Linked DNA regions of Mus musculus: regions 1, 2, 4 and 5 are each linked to region 3. Evidence: chromatin contacts called from public HiCAR-type and promoter capture Hi-C data. All regions are on one chromosome and are shown on one strand. The core of a region is the stretch at or near the end of the contact, and the rest is flanking DNA. Distances in the headings are between cores, read along the strand shown.

Region 1 (2,705 bases), core at 10-2,509, 1.1 Mb before region 3:
GCCAATCAGCCAATGGTTCTTCCTTGAGGACGCTCTGGGTTCGCGCCATTCTTACAGCCCGCTGTAGGAGCTGCTGATCCAGGAATCTGAGTCTAGAGTGGAAAACATTGGGAGAATCCCAACAACTCAGGGGAGGTGTAAAGATGGGTGGAGGAGCCCTGTGTTAGAGTAGGAAGTCCAGGAGAGGGGGGGAGGGGGGGACCTTCAGTCAGTCTGTTAGTCCCCGGACCAGGGATCTTGCTGGAGAGTGCCCAAAGCGGAAGGGATCCTAGAACCGGTCTCAGGTCAGGCTAAGGTCTCTTCCTAGAAGACAGACCTCCAGTAATGTTGCCCTGCTATTACTGACTAGCATGCATGAAGGCCTGAGTTCAACTCACAGTTCACTGGGGCACTGAGTTCAGGAGGAAGTTAAAGTGGGCTGTTCCAGAAAGGACCTATCTGGAGCCAGAAGACAAGGCTGGAAGAGATGGTGTGCCAGCCCTATTGTAACACAGCCCCCGAGGTTAGACACCCAAGGAAAGCCCTACCAAGGCCCTTGCCAATCATCTATGATAATCCTAGGATTAAGACAAGAGTGAGCCAGGCTGGTGACCCACACCTGTAATCCCAGCATTTAGGAGGCTGAGACAGGAGGATGAAATTCCAAGCCAACCTGCGCCTAAAGGTACATGCTATCTCAAAACCAAACAAAAAGGCACCAAAGGGGATGCTGTCTGAGAAAGTATTCCAAGGGAACTGGGGTGTGTAGTACGAGGGCTCTCCAAATGAGGCAGCTGTGGCCAGTGTGGGTCAGTTGGGAATGGAGGTTGTTCTGAGAGCACCAGGACGATTGGGATGAAGGTGTATGTTAAGGGGTCCGGACACTATCTGGGACTGGGTGATGGATAGCACTCACTTACCCACGGTGGTGACAAGCGTGCTGGCGAAGAAGAGCGCCGAGGCGAAGTCCCACGCAGGGTCCGAAGCGTTGGCAGCTCCCGAGGCGTTGGCGAGCGCTGCGCGCCCCAGCCGTCCGGCCGCCAGCACCCGCTCCACGAAGGCATCCAGGGCGTGAGCCGCCACGCACGGGCTGTGCTGTAGCAGCTGCTCCCGCAGGGTCCCCAGTTCTGCCCGCAGCCGGGCTTCGTGAGGCCGCTCCAGCCGCGCCACAAGCAGCGCGCCCAGCGCCAGGTACCCGGCGTAGGCGGCCAGGGCGCTAGCCAGGAGCGCGCCCCGCCGCATGGTGCCCGTACAGCCCCGACACCCGCTGACGTGGCCCCCGCCGGCCCACCGCCCGAGGTCCGCTTTTAGTTCCGGGAGCTCCAGGCGCGGCCACCGACGCCCCGAAGAGGAAGAGGAAAAGGAAAAAGGGGGAGGAGCGGGGCTGGCGGAACGCCCTGACGCTGGGAAACTGAGGCACGCCCAAACACCTGGTGTAGGTACAGGGACACCGGAGGGTGGAGTTCGACGCTCCGGGATCGGGGAGTCAAATGGGATGGGAAGGGCTGCGGAGTCCTTTCCTGCCTGAAGTTCCTTGCAACTCTCCTCCTCGCGACTCCTTAACTCAGATCTGAAACTCTCCTCCGAAGTGGGAGCTTTCTGTTTGTAACCTTTTTTTTTTTTTTTTTTTTTTTCTCGAGACAGGGTTTCTCTGTGTAGCCCTGGCTGTCCTGTCTCACTCTGTAGACCAGGATGGCCTGGAACTTAGAAATCTGCCTGCCTCTGCACTGTACCCAGTGTTTGCTTGAGGCACTAAGACGTGGGATAAGTTGTGGGTGGGTGGGAGGGGCCTACGATTTCGGAATAATTGACCAGGAGTCAGGGGGCATTGTTGGAAGACCTCTGTCTCAATAAATAAACAATACATTGCTTACTTTCATGGTGGCGCACCCCTTTTATCCAGCACTCAGGAGGCAGAGGCAGCTATATTTCTGAGTTCAAGCCAGCCTGTGTACATAGTAAGTTCCAGGGCTACATAGTAGGACACAGTCTCAAGAAACACAGAACACACACAAAAATGAGCAAATAAATTTCGGATGTGGTTGTGGTGGCTTGCACATAATAACCTTAACATTTGAGCAATAGACTGGGCCATCACCGGCTCCAGGCCAACCTGGGCTACCTAGTGAATACCTGTCTCAAAAGGTGTGGTGGAGTGGCTGGAGAGAATAGCTAAGAGTATTAGTTGCTTCTGCAGATGACCTGGATATAGATATGTATATAGATATGTATATATCTATATCCAGGGTAGGGACTCCCTTTTCCTGGAGGCTGAGATGTTCCTACGTACATTAGAAAAGTTAAAGGTAGAGCAGCAAAGCCCCGTCTCAAAACAAAACAAAAACCAACAACAAACTAGTAAGTAGCCTAGGGGGTGGCTCACTTCTTTAATCCCAGCACTTGGGAGGCAGAGACAGAGGCAGATGGATCGCTCTGTGAGGGAAGCTTGCTCTACAGAGGGAGTTCCAGGTCAGCCAGGGTGACAAAGTGAGACATTGTCTCAATAGTAAATTAATAGGTAAAACTGAAAGCAGGGTTTCCCTTATTTTTCTCCTGTAGGTCCCCTCACGTCCCTCTATGACGTGGACTCAGTGCTCTCCTTACTGCTGTGTGGAGGGCAGACCAGAATCCTCCCACAACCAGACCGCAGCTCTGATACACGCAACAAGCTCTATTTATAAAACTGTGGTAATTCTTGGGACAGAGCCCAATTTAGGGCTGGCAGT
Region 2 (2,700 bases), core at 86-2,585, 1.5 Mb before region 3:
GGTACAATCCCTTAATGCACGCCGTCACCACAACCATCCCTTCTCCCCAGCTTATCTACTAATCAACATTTCCTACTCTTTAACCTTTTTTCAGTCACCCTCTCCTCCTTTTCCTCTTCCCTCCTTTTTGATACTGGGTCCTTCCAGGCTGTCCTCGGACTAGTGATCCTCCTGCCTCAGCCCCTCGAGTGCCAGAATGACAAGTGTGTACCATCACACTCAGCTAAACTAAAACCAGGGATTGGAAGGTGGTAGTTTGGGAGAAGCATTTGGCTAACAGATGAATCTAGCCTCATAGAATAGAGTTTCTACATCTTATGTAGCTCTGGCTGGCAGGGAACTCAATCAGGTGGCCTCAAATTCACAGAGATCCACCTGCCTTTGCCTTCCAAGTGCTGTGAGAGCCATGACACCCACCAGCTCAATTTCTTAACTGCAGGGTCAATACTGGACGTGTCAGCTTCAGAGACTCAGGGCCAAGAACTAGTTTTGAAATCAAAATCTGGCTTATACAAGAATAGCCAAAGACCAAAGACTACATCTGGAAGTAAGAGGTAAGAAGATGTGGGAACTAGAGTGGTCGGAAAGGTTCAGATCCGATTTGGGGATCAGGAGCTCAAATTTATAGAGTTCAAAAAAGGTGAGACACTTGACTGTGTGAAAGCGTACCAGTCTCACAATTTAGTGTTTGGGGGTTAAGGGCCAGGAAGTCCAGCATCGGAAATCAAGAGTTAGGAACGAGACGATACGAAGTCACAGGAATCGTAGGCTAAAGGGGACTCAGGTAAGATCCCAGGGCTCAGTCTAGTAATTTAAGGTTTACTCACGTGTCCCCATCCTCAGTGACGTAGCCAAAGACTAAGGGCGCCCACGACAGCTCTGGGCCAAGCTCTGCGCCCAGACCTGGTCCTCCGGGAGCCGCTGCGTCGGGACCTAGAGAGCCCAGGCCGCTGTCGCACCATTCATCGGCATCCGCAGTTTTCCCCAAGCACGCGACCCCGGCCATGGCCCCAGCCACCTCGGGTGGCCCCCTGTGGTCGCCTGCCTGTCGCTGGGCTCTGCGATGAGCTCCAGTGCTTCCGCCCTATCGGGAATTCCCCAACACGCCCCCTCATATACCCAATCAAAATGTTTTAAATAGCTACACCCCGCCCCTGTACTGCACCACAGCCAATCAGAAAAATGAGGTGGACATTCGCTCGCTGAGTTTCCCCACATTTTCCAGACGCCCTTTATCAATATGGCCGCCGGCGCCAGGCTTTTTGGGATTTGTAGTTTGATAACATGAGAGGCACATTGTACGAAAGCGGTTATGGGGATCGCATTGCCTGCCGGGAGTTGTAGTTCTCTATCCTATCTCGGCCTCTTCTTGTTTCCGCTGCCGTCACGGGACAGAGCAGTCGGTGACAGTCCCGAGGGCCCCCACCCCGTTCCCATGGCCGAGCCGGACCGTGAGTTAGGGGCCCTGTTGGGAGGGTGGGAGGGTCGGGCCGCGCCGGGGCCTGGCTTTGGGCTGCAGGCCCCGGGGCCCGAGGGTAGGCTCGGTGGGGCGGGAGACAGGATCTACCTGAAGGGAGTGGGATTCGGAGGGGTGTTGCTAAGTGGTCCGTATTACTAGGTTGGTTGGTTTCTGGATTGTGAAATGTAAGGGTCCGATTGTCAAGTTCTTAATGATCGCATTTCTCGTACTTTGGCTGCTGAGGACCCTCGTTGCTAAGGACCAAAGTTACCACTATCCCGGTTGCTAAGGTTGTCTGTTGTTAAGGGCAACTGTAGGATGGGTTCCGGGGACCCCTGTGGCCCCTTACTATCTCATTCCTTCAGTTCTTGTGCCTCTCCTAAACCTCCTACCTTCACTGCATCTCCTCTCCCACACTCAACTCTCAGCAGAAGTATCCCTACTTACGTCTCTTGAAAAACTTAGCCCTCCCTCATTCTCTCGACTCGCACATGCTACCATATCCTGCTTAACTCTGAAACCTTCCTTCAGTCCAGTCTCGCCTGCTTTCTCCTCCTAAAGATTCCCCTCCTCAGCCTTTTCACGTCACACATACCTCCACTCTAAAATATGCCTTTTCCCATCTCCGATAGTTTTACTACCATCCCTGACTCTGAAATAATTAGGTTGGTGGGTCCTCTTGTCCTCCACCATTGTGAGCCCTTCTGCTTAACTCTTTCCCCGCACTGTAACCACGTCTGCTCCCCTCCTCCCCAGCCTCTGACCCTCTGGAGACCCAGGCAGGGAAGGTGCAGGAGGCTCAGGTGAGATGGGGAAGGGGTGGAGGGAAGGAGAGACTTGGTTCCACGTGCCGCACTGGGGGGAGGTGGCAAGGGAAGGCTTTTACCCAAGGGCCCTTGGCTTATGGCCCTGATCCCCAAGCCCATCTGGGGATTAGTACAATCTCCTGGGAGAATGGTGGCTTCTTGGGACTGTCAAGGAAAATGTATAGCCTCAACCCCTGGTTCCCTTCCATATCGTCCTCGTTTCCTACTGTTGCCCATCCCATCCTCAGCCCCTTCTGAACCTCATTTGTGCTGGACCTGAAAGAGACGGTTTTCCAGTTCAATCCGCAAACTCAGATCCTATGAGGTGGGGGAAAGGACCCTATAGGGCACGTTATAAAAGTATCGAAGCTGGGTGTGGTGCCAGCCCCCTGTAATGCCAGCACATGGGGGGGGGCAGGGGAGGGGGGAAGTGAG
Region 3 (2,700 bases), core at 64-2,563:
ATTTACAAACACCAAAACCGTCCTGGAAGCATGAATTACAGGACAGCAAGTCTTCCTGCCCTCTGTACCCTGAGAAACCCCCAGTGCCTTGTATGAAGCCCACCCCACATGGCCCACAGTCCCTGTGCTGGCCAAGGCTCCCAGAAAATTCTCTATTTTTTAAAGTGATAACTTCCCCCCTTTGGGGGGAAATCCCCAAATTTGGAGGCCCCATTCTAGAACTCTGGGGAGTTCAAATTCCAGAGAGAATATATATTATATATGTCCCCAAATTTCCCATCCCTCCAAGCCCCACGATCTCTAGAAGACCCCAAATTTCTAATTCCCAGGACTTCCCTACCCAAGTAACAGAATCTTCAAATCCCCAGGGAATCCCAAACTTAAGACCCCAATCCCAAGCCCTCAGGAAACCCCAACTACAAGGTCCTAAGGACTGGGAGGAAGGACCCTGTTGCCAGGCTCTCAGGGCATCTCAAACCTGACTCCCAGGCACCAGGAGACCCCAAACAGGAAGTCCCATCTTTGGAACAAGGATAGAGGACTCTAATACTCTTAGTCCATGGATCATCTAATCTCTCAACCTCCAAATTCCATGGGCCCCAGCTTCAAGGGAACCCCCAAGTCCCAAATCTCTGATTACTAATATGTGCAGGGCCCCAGGGCTCTAACAGGACCCCAAGTCATGGAGTCCCTACTTCAATCTACCTTCCGGTCACAGGTCCAAGACACTAAATCTGAGTCATTGGCCCCAAAGGACTTCACAGCTCCTGGGCCAGACCAACAGCCTGCGGGAGAACCTGAGGGCCCCATAGGTCCAGAGCAGACCTGGGGCCCTGACCACCAAGGACAGCTCACGACTGCCCCTTCACTGCATGTCCCTAAAATCAGCATGACTCCTGTCCTCTTCAATAAAGACGTTTCTATGGCCTTCTTGTGTCAGGTCACTGGGGGGTTACTGCATTGACCCTGTGCCCTTGCTGGGTAAGAATGGCAGAAGGTTTGTTTGTTTGTTTAATGTCCTGTCCCTGTGTCAGTGACATAGGACTTACAACTTGACCTGCAGAAGGCTAAGCCCTTCACGCTCCTTTCCTGCAGTCGCCCTCGCTGTGGGTCTCAACTGAGTCCACAAGGACACGCAGGTCTGTTAGGTTCTGGAGTACTGATTGGTAGGAACCAGGCGAAGTCCCGCCTGAGTTTAGGACACAACCTATGCCTGAGCGAGGATGGCGGATGCTGAGTGAGAGCGTGGATAGGCTGGAGGGCGGGCCCTTAGGTTCTCTGAGTATGCCCAGTGGTCTAAACCTTCCTGCGTCAGTAATGCTTGGCGGAAGTGGCAGGGGGGGCGTGCGAGGATGCGCGCGTTGAGTCTGGATATCCGAGAAGACGCTGTAGACGGTCAGATTTATTTTGGGGAGAGAGGGGAGTCTTGGGGACGGGGGGAGCGGTAGGAGTGAGTGTCCAAAGGACTGAATGTGGAGGTCTAAGGCGACTCAGGGTGAGAGCTCTAGGGGGCTCAGTGTGGAATCCTGACACTCAGGGTCTGAGAGGTTCTACAGGGGAAGAAACTTTGGCAATCTGGCTCAGATCTGAGGGTGCTGAAGTGGGTTCTGAGTGGGGAGATAAGAGGAAGCTGGGAGTGGACAAGTCTGAGAAAGCTCAGAATGGGAGATGTGAAGGAGCCGAGGTGAGAGGAGGGAGGGTCTTTAGGCTCGGAGGGACCTGTGCTTACGATTGCATTCGAGAGAGGCTTCATGTGTGGGCGCGTTCTCTGTGATGCTTGGGAAGAAGATTCACGTATACTTTGGTGGGCAACGGTGGACAGAGCGATGGAGGATTTTACTGACTGCTGATATCCGGGCTGGGAAATGGGGGTCGCGGGACGGGGAGTGATCTTCGGGTGGCTTTGAGAAACTGAAGACTCCAGCGTTGAAGATTGGAGTTTATAGGAAGTCTGAGGGTAGGGTCTGGCCCCTAATGGGCTGGAAGGAAGGCTGGTCACAGCTTGAAGATAGGAGGCTTAGTGACTTCCTCCTCCCCACAGGACGGCGCACAAGGAGTTGGTATCCATGGAGGAGCAGGACGCCAGGGTCCCAGCACTGGAACCTTTCAGGGTGGAACAGGTTGAAAAGGCTGGGGTGTAGAGGAATGTGGGAACGATGGGTGTGAGGTGGGTGGAGTGACAGACTCATTCCTGGGTCTCTTGGTTGGACTGCCCCAGCTCTCCTCAGAGTATAGCCGGCTGCCCCACTTCCAATATGCAGTTTCATAGGCCATCCCAAGTCTCTCTCCAAAGGGAAAGGTTGCCCAGTCACGATAGGATCCCTGTGTTGGGCAAAGCTGTTCTTAACCTTGCTAGCGCTGGGACCCTTTAATATAGTTCCTCATGTTGTGGTGATTCTCCCCTCCACTATAAAATTATCTTTGTTGCTACTTCATAACTATTTTATGAATCATAATGTAAAGGTCTGTACTTCGTGATGGTCAGCAGGGGGTCGCGACCCACAGGTTGAGAACCACTGTCCCAACGGTAGTTCTTAATTTTATAGGCGCCACCTCTAATCTACTATGTCCCTGACTTCATCTCCAAGGAAGAAGAGGAATATTTGCTTCGACAGGTACCTCTTTCTCTCTCTCGCTCATTTTTAGCGTGTGTGTTTGTGTATGTGTGTTTGTTTCTGTGGTCACATGACATAAACATAA
Region 4 (2,700 bases), core at 75-2,574, 1.9 Mb before region 3:
CAAGGAGGGGCCCCAAGAAGATACAAAGTGACAGGAAGAAGGGGCTGAGAATACAAGCCAAAGATGGAAAAAGGTTGAGACAAAGAACGAAGACAGCAAAAGTGCCTGAGTCTGCAAGTCCCATCTGTCTGGGGGCCCCCCTCCCAAGGCTCAGGGATCCTGGGAACTCTCAGGCTCAGGCTGAAGCTGAGGGCGAGGGGCAGGGCTGGGAAAAACCGTGGGCGGGAGAGGCCGCGGGGTCCCAGGGGAGGGCGGAGGCTGGGGGACCGGATGCCAGGGTCCTACAGACTGTTCCTTACCCCGCCCAAGACGGCGTACTGGGGCGCTGGCCCCGAGTCCTCCACCCAGCTCCAGTCGGTCCCTCGGCGCCCCAACCGCGGTCCCCACCGTTGGATTCTCCCCTGTGCAGTTGCAGCCCCCAACTCCAGCCGGCGCCTCCGCTACCCCCCGCCGGCACGCCCCCTCATTGTTCCGCTTCGGCGCCGCCCCCTCCCCCAGCCCCGGGCCCCTCGCTCCCCTCACCTCCCGGGGAGCCACGGGCCTTGGGGTCGGGAGTCCCGCGCGTCTGGACCGTAACGCGCGATCCCTGGGGAGGCTCACAACCCAGACTTAAGGTCGTGAACTTGGGGTTCTCGGACTCCAGAATCCGGGGAGAGTTGGGATCCGGAGTCCGAAGTCTCGGTGTTCTAAATAGAAGATGCTGCAACCCTCTACTCGAGTCTCAGACCAGGGCGCTGGGGACCCAAACTCCTCAGTCTTCTAGGTAGGGCTGTGTGTTGTCGGGAGCACCGGGATTCCAGAGTTTCCAGAACCCGAGGGGCAGGAGTGAAGTCACCTCCGGGAGGGACCGCAAGGACTGGCTAACTCCTCGGTCTCCTGGAGGTGATGGATGCTGCAGCCCTAAGTCGAGGCGCGAGGTCCTGTCCCCAAGTGGCTCCAGGAGGGGGTCTTGGACTCAGAGTTGGGACCCCGTGGGAAGGATGCACGGCCACAGATCCTACGGTCTTCGAAGCCGGGTACGGGACGGGCCTCCAGCCTCGGGGCTGACTTCCCGAGCCCCGGGCTCCTCCAGGAGGGGGCGCTGGACATCAGAGGTCCCGGCCCCTCTGCGGGAGCCGGGACTTGCGGGTCTCTTAAAACGCGGGACAGAGTTCCCGGACGCCTGGGCCCAAGACTATGAACGCCTCGGGCTCCGGGATGAGTGTCCTGGGGCTCTGGGGGCAGCGGCAACGCCGCATCTGGGGCGGGGAGAGTCGGGTCCCAGATGTGGGGCGGGGGGCGGCCGCCCAAGGCTTCTCCTCCCCTTTGCCGCCGCCGCGGCTCACATCCTGTTCCCGCCTGCTGGGGGGAGGGGCCGCCTTCCGGCACGCCCTCCCGTAAAGGCTTTTAAAATCCCCGCCCCCTACTCTGAATAATTGCAAGCAAGCGGTTCCAACGGCGAGTCACCGCCCACATTCCAAGAGCCTAGAGCCGGGAGGACTTTTTACCTTTTACAGCAAGGGCCCAGGAGGCGTGAGAATCTGGAATAGTCTCACACTCTTGTTCTTATTGGTCGATCGGCGGGCTTTATATTTGCATATGCAATGTTGGGCCGAGCCGTTCAACAAAGTCCTGCGACTACAACTGACTGAAGGACTTTGTGGCGCGAGGGTGCGGCCGGAGCTCCAGTGGCGCAATCGGTTAGCGCGCGGTACTTATATGTCAGTGCTAGGCGTAAGCGATGCCGAGGTTGTGAGTTCGATCCTCACCTGGAGCACTTCTTTTTTTAACTCATCTACCTCTTTTCTGGTGTTCTCTCATCAGTTTAGAAGTCTTCACATTTTATAATTTCAATCAAATGTTTTGGCTTGTTTGAGACAGGGTCTCACCATGTAACTCTCTGGCTGGTCTGGAAGTCATTATGTAGACCGGGCTGGCCTCGAACTCACAGAGAGCGCCTGCCACTGCCTCTGCCTCTGCCTCTGCCTCCCTAGTACTGGTATTAAAGACGTGCGTCACTGTACCCGGAAACTACAGAATTTTTGAAGAATGAACATTTCTTTGTGAATTTTTTGCAATGGTCTGTGGAACAGTCCCAAAGTTGCAGTTTCTATTCTGGTCGCCAGAGGGCAATAACGTCTCTTATTAGATGGCCTGGGCGTCAGATAAAATCCAAATCTCAGATCCCAGGGATGGATGGATGCTTACAACACACTCTTTATGGATATTTGTCTTCTACAGGTTTCTGAACAGATTTTTTTTTTTTTTTTTTTTTTTTTTACTGACCACTCACTAGGAACTGTATCCTCTGTCTCTGAGGACTTGACTTTTTACTAAGGAGACTGAGTACTGAAAGTCTACGAATTAAGTACTTTTTTTTAAAATTTGACTTTCCCTATGTTACCCAGACTGGCCTAAACTCCTGGCTCCCTCACCATCTGGGAGTGTAACTGTATCGTTAGATTAGCTACTGATAAGTATGGATAAGTAGGGTGGGATGCAGATTATCATAGCTGTCATGGATGGACTGTTTTTATTTTATGTGTATGGGTGTTTGGCCTGCAAGTGTGTCTGTGTACCATGTTCATGCTTGGTGTCCAAAGAGACTGGAGGAGGGCGGCAGATCCCCTGGAACTGCAGTTTCAGAGGGTTATGGTGCAGGGAATCAAACCAGGTGCTCTGTCAGAGCCGCCAGTGTTCTTAACTGCTGATCCATCTCTC
Region 5 (2,802 bases), core at 223-2,722, 1.3 Mb before region 3:
TCGTATGAGGGTGGGGACAGACACTCACAGTTTCAGGACGGCCAGGTTGGCCTCCAGATCATAGGCATTCTCTTTGGCTTGTGTCTCCACATATCGCTCCAGGGTAGCCAAGTTCTCAGGATTGTACCTGGAAGAGCATCAAGATGGGTGAACAGCCTGGCACAGTGGTTACATGCCTTTCATCCCAGCACCTAGGAGGCTGAGGCAGGACAGGAGGATTGCAAGTTTGAAGCTAGTCTGCAATTAATAGTGAAAACCTGTCTCAAAAGGAAAAAGGGAGCCGAGCAGTGGTGGCGCACGCCTTTAGTCCCAGCACTTGGGAGGCAGAGGCAGGCGGATTTCTGAGTTCGAGACCAGCCTAGTCTACAGAGTGAGTTCCAGGACAGCCAGGGCTACACAGAGAAACCCTGTCTCAAAAAACAAACAAACAAACAAACAAAAAAAGGGGGGGGGAAGATAGGGAGATAACTACACAGACAGACATGAGTAAACAAAGAGAAGAACAGAGGCTAGTCCTTAGGGACCACTGTAATTTGTTAACCTGAAATCACTCTCTTCTTCCTACAGCTTTTATTCTGGCCATGGGATATTCCTCACTTTGCTATTTTCTTTTTAAATAAATCTGTAGGAAGCTTTATTACATTCATTCGATCTTAAAATAAATAAGTTAGTCCCACCCACTGGAACTACCCAGATAGCTGATCAATTAACTGTACAACATCCAGTAAATGTTTTTCCTAACATGGGCCTCTAGCTAGCCCTACTTGAGCCCCTGGTCATGTCTAGGATGCCTCCAACCTCAGTCAGTCTCTGCAGCCCGTATGTTTTCCTGAACACCTTCTCTTCGATCCCGTTCTGACCCAGTTCCATCCTCTCCTGCCTATCTCAATACGTGGCTTGACCTGACCAGGCCCTGATCGCTCCTTATTGTCACTATCTGCTGAATGGGGTTGTCGCCAGGATGGAATGGGAACCTAAGTCCAGGAACGCAGGACCGGTTCCCGTTTCCATCACCTCCGGTCCCCACTGGCCAAATAGACATCAGAAAACACTATGTAGGATGGTCCACAAGGACAGAGAAGGAAGAGACTAAAAGACACCGGGAGTCTGTGGCAGCAGAAAAGGTAAAGTTGAGGGACGGAGAGAAACTTGGAGAAACTCCATCTCTGGAGGAGCGTGGAGCCCTGGCCACCCCTGGCTGGCTCCCCGTCTTCTCCACCCCGCTTGGCCAGAGAGCGCCCTTCAGCGGAATTCAGACCTGTCGATACCCTTGAGCAACTTGCCCACGTTCGCTCTCATCTGCTCAAACATCGCCATGATCACTGTTGCCTTCGGCAGCCTCAGCTGGAGTCGAACACCAGGCACGGTGCTTAGCACTAGAGGACCGGAAGAGAGGTGTAGGAAGCGGAACCTGCGTCACACCCTCCCTCCAGCTCCTACAAGGAAGGCAAAGGGAAAGGCGCTTTCAGCACCAGCGCCGGTTGTTTTTTTTTTTTTTTTTTTTTGTCTACCACGTGATTTCCTTCCAGCAGTTGTAACTTGCGCATGCGCAATGAGCTCACTTAAAAGAGACCAATAGCGTGAGAAAAGGTTTAGTCTGCCTTACTACGCAGGCGCCAGGAGGCGGGCTAAGCTTTTCCCGGGCCGCGCAAACTTAGTACTTAAGCTTCTGACGCGCGTGCGCTGGAGTTGTACGGGGAAAGGAGACTTTATTTTCTCTACGCATGCGTAGCCTTAAGCGTTTAGCCCCGTGAAGGGTTGCTGTTTCCTTTTCTTTGAGTTTAGTCGGGTGGGAGATGCTCTCTGAAGCCCTTCTTGTCTCCGACTTGGGTGCCTGAGACAGCATCTTGTATGTATCTTCACTTCCTCGCTGGTCCCCACTCGGTTCCGTACTGCTACAGTGCTGTTAGGAGGCCGGGAAGGCAAAAGACACCTGTAGTCTCCATCGGCTCTGCGTAGGGGCTACTAACAAGTGTTCCACGTCTGCCACAGATTCCCTACACGTTTGAAGCGTTGCACAGACATGTGCCATGCGGGCAGGTGCCCTGAGCTCAGCTGTCACTTAAGTCACATGCATGTGTCACGAGTAAACAGGTCTTCTGTGAAACCTAGCCAGCTTTGTGCAGACCTGCAACCTCTGGCTTGATTCCAGATCTTCAAGAACCCAGCAGAGGTTCAACCGTAACCTATGACTCCTCCCAAAATAGAGTGTTGGGGAGAGGGTGCTAGGTCAGCCCCAGGTTGCATTTAAGAACTTTTGCATCTTATTTACATAGTGTCCTTCAGTGGGTAAAGGGGAGTCCCATGGGTCCCAAGGCGATCAAACTCTCAGAACCCAGGGGACGGGGGTGGAGCCCTCTGTGCAGCCCTCTGCACAGCCCTGCAGCTGGGGCAGGAAGCGAGAGTGGGGAGGGGGAAGGCCACAGCCCACAGAGTCAAGGCGGGCCCAGGACTTGTGTGGAGACAGAAGGTAATACCAAAGCTTGAACCCTGAGGCCCTGTTGGCCCCCTGGGCACTGGCCCAGCCCCGGCCTCCAGGAATGGCCCTTGTGGACCCCGACATTTTTAATAAGGACCCTCGAGAACACTATGATCTACTGCAACGACTGGGTGGTGGAACTTATGGAGAAGTATTCAAGGTGAGAAAGCCCTTCTGTCTCCTCCACCACAACCCTGGGATAGTTGGGGAGAGGCTGGCAAGCAGGAGTGTAAGAGAATGCCAGGCCTTGGCCTTGGTTCAGAGATGCTGAGGATGGCAAGCTATGGAGTCTGCCTGATGACCAACTTCCCCTTTACAAGGCT

Evidence for each region. Promoter capture Hi-C pulls out the DNA fragments that hold promoters and counts their contacts. HiCAR-type assays count read pairs that join an accessible place to other places. Capture Hi-C pulls out chosen DNA fragments and counts their contacts.
Region 1: a promoter capture Hi-C map of hematopoietic stem and progenitor cells shows a contact between it and region 3. The contact joins the promoter of Kcnk6 here to the promoter of Alkbh6 in region 3.
Region 2: a HiCAR-type map of astrocytes shows a contact between it and region 3, with 2.7 times the contacts expected there. The contact joins the promoter of Sirt2 here to the promoter of Alkbh6 in region 3.
Region 4: a contact with region 3 is called in a promoter capture Hi-C map of liver, with 4 times the contacts expected there. The contact joins the promoter of Plekhg2 here to the promoter of Alkbh6 in region 3. A contact is called at or near these places in 2 of 39 promoter capture datasets (cranial neural crest and second pharyngeal arch cranial neural crest), 1 of 484 Hi-C or Micro-C datasets (B cells), 4 of 115 datasets of contacts at active chromatin or transcription factors (astrocytes, bone marrow-derived dendritic cells, embryonic forebrain and 1 more) and 1 of 9 other capture datasets (liver).
Region 5: a promoter capture Hi-C map of cranial neural crest shows a contact between it and region 3. The contact joins the promoter of Eif3k here to the promoter of Alkbh6 in region 3. A contact is called at or near these places in 2 of 39 promoter capture datasets (cranial neural crest and liver), 1 of 115 datasets of contacts at active chromatin or transcription factors (large pre-B cells) and 1 of 9 other capture datasets (liver).

What each region holds. Positions count from the first base shown.
Region 1 is chr7:29,231,263-29,233,967 of GRCm38.p6, forward strand. Kcnk6 (potassium inwardly-rectifying channel, subfamily K, member 6) reads right to left here and starts at 1,260. Exons shown (of 3, transcript NM_001033525.3): 1 at 900-1,260. The coding sequence starts at 1,221.
Region 2 is chr7:28,765,417-28,768,116 of GRCm38.p6, forward strand. It overlaps Sirt2 (sirtuin 2), which reads left to right and starts at 1,336. Exons shown (of 16, transcript NM_022432.4): 1 at 1,336-1,451; 2 at 2,216-2,262. The coding sequence starts at 1,436. It overlaps Nfkbib (nuclear factor of kappa light polypeptide gene enhancer in B cells inhibitor, beta), which reads right to left and starts at 1,228. Exons shown (of 6, transcript NM_001306222.1): 1 at 828-1,228. The coding sequence starts at 1,006.
Region 3 is chr7:30,307,440-30,310,139 of GRCm38.p6, forward strand. Alkbh6 (alkB homolog 6) reads left to right here and starts at 1,314. Exons shown (of 7, transcript NM_198027.3): 1 at 1,314-1,395; 2 at 2,042-2,120; 3 at 2,547-2,615. The coding sequence starts at 2,067. Clip3 (CAP-GLY domain containing linker protein 3) reads left to right here. Exons shown (of 14, transcript NM_001360763.1): 14 at 1-928.
Region 4 is chr7:28,371,338-28,374,037 of GRCm38.p6, forward strand. Plekhg2 (pleckstrin homology domain containing, family G (with RhoGef domain) member 2) reads right to left here and starts at 1,325. Exons shown (of 19, transcript NM_138752.2): 1 at 523-1,325. n-TIaat16 (a tRNA gene) reads left to right here and starts at 1,662; the gene lies at 1,662-1,756.
Region 5 is chr7:28,980,416-28,983,217 of GRCm38.p6, forward strand. It overlaps Eif3k (eukaryotic translation initiation factor 3, subunit K), which reads right to left and starts at 1,473. Exons shown (of 8, transcript NM_028659.3): 1 at 1,259-1,473; 2 at 29-127. The coding sequence starts at 1,317. It overlaps Map4k1 (mitogen-activated protein kinase kinase kinase kinase 1), which reads left to right and starts at 2,439. Exons shown (of 32, transcript NM_008279.2): 1 at 2,439-2,639; 2 at 2,800-2,802. The coding sequence starts at 2,541.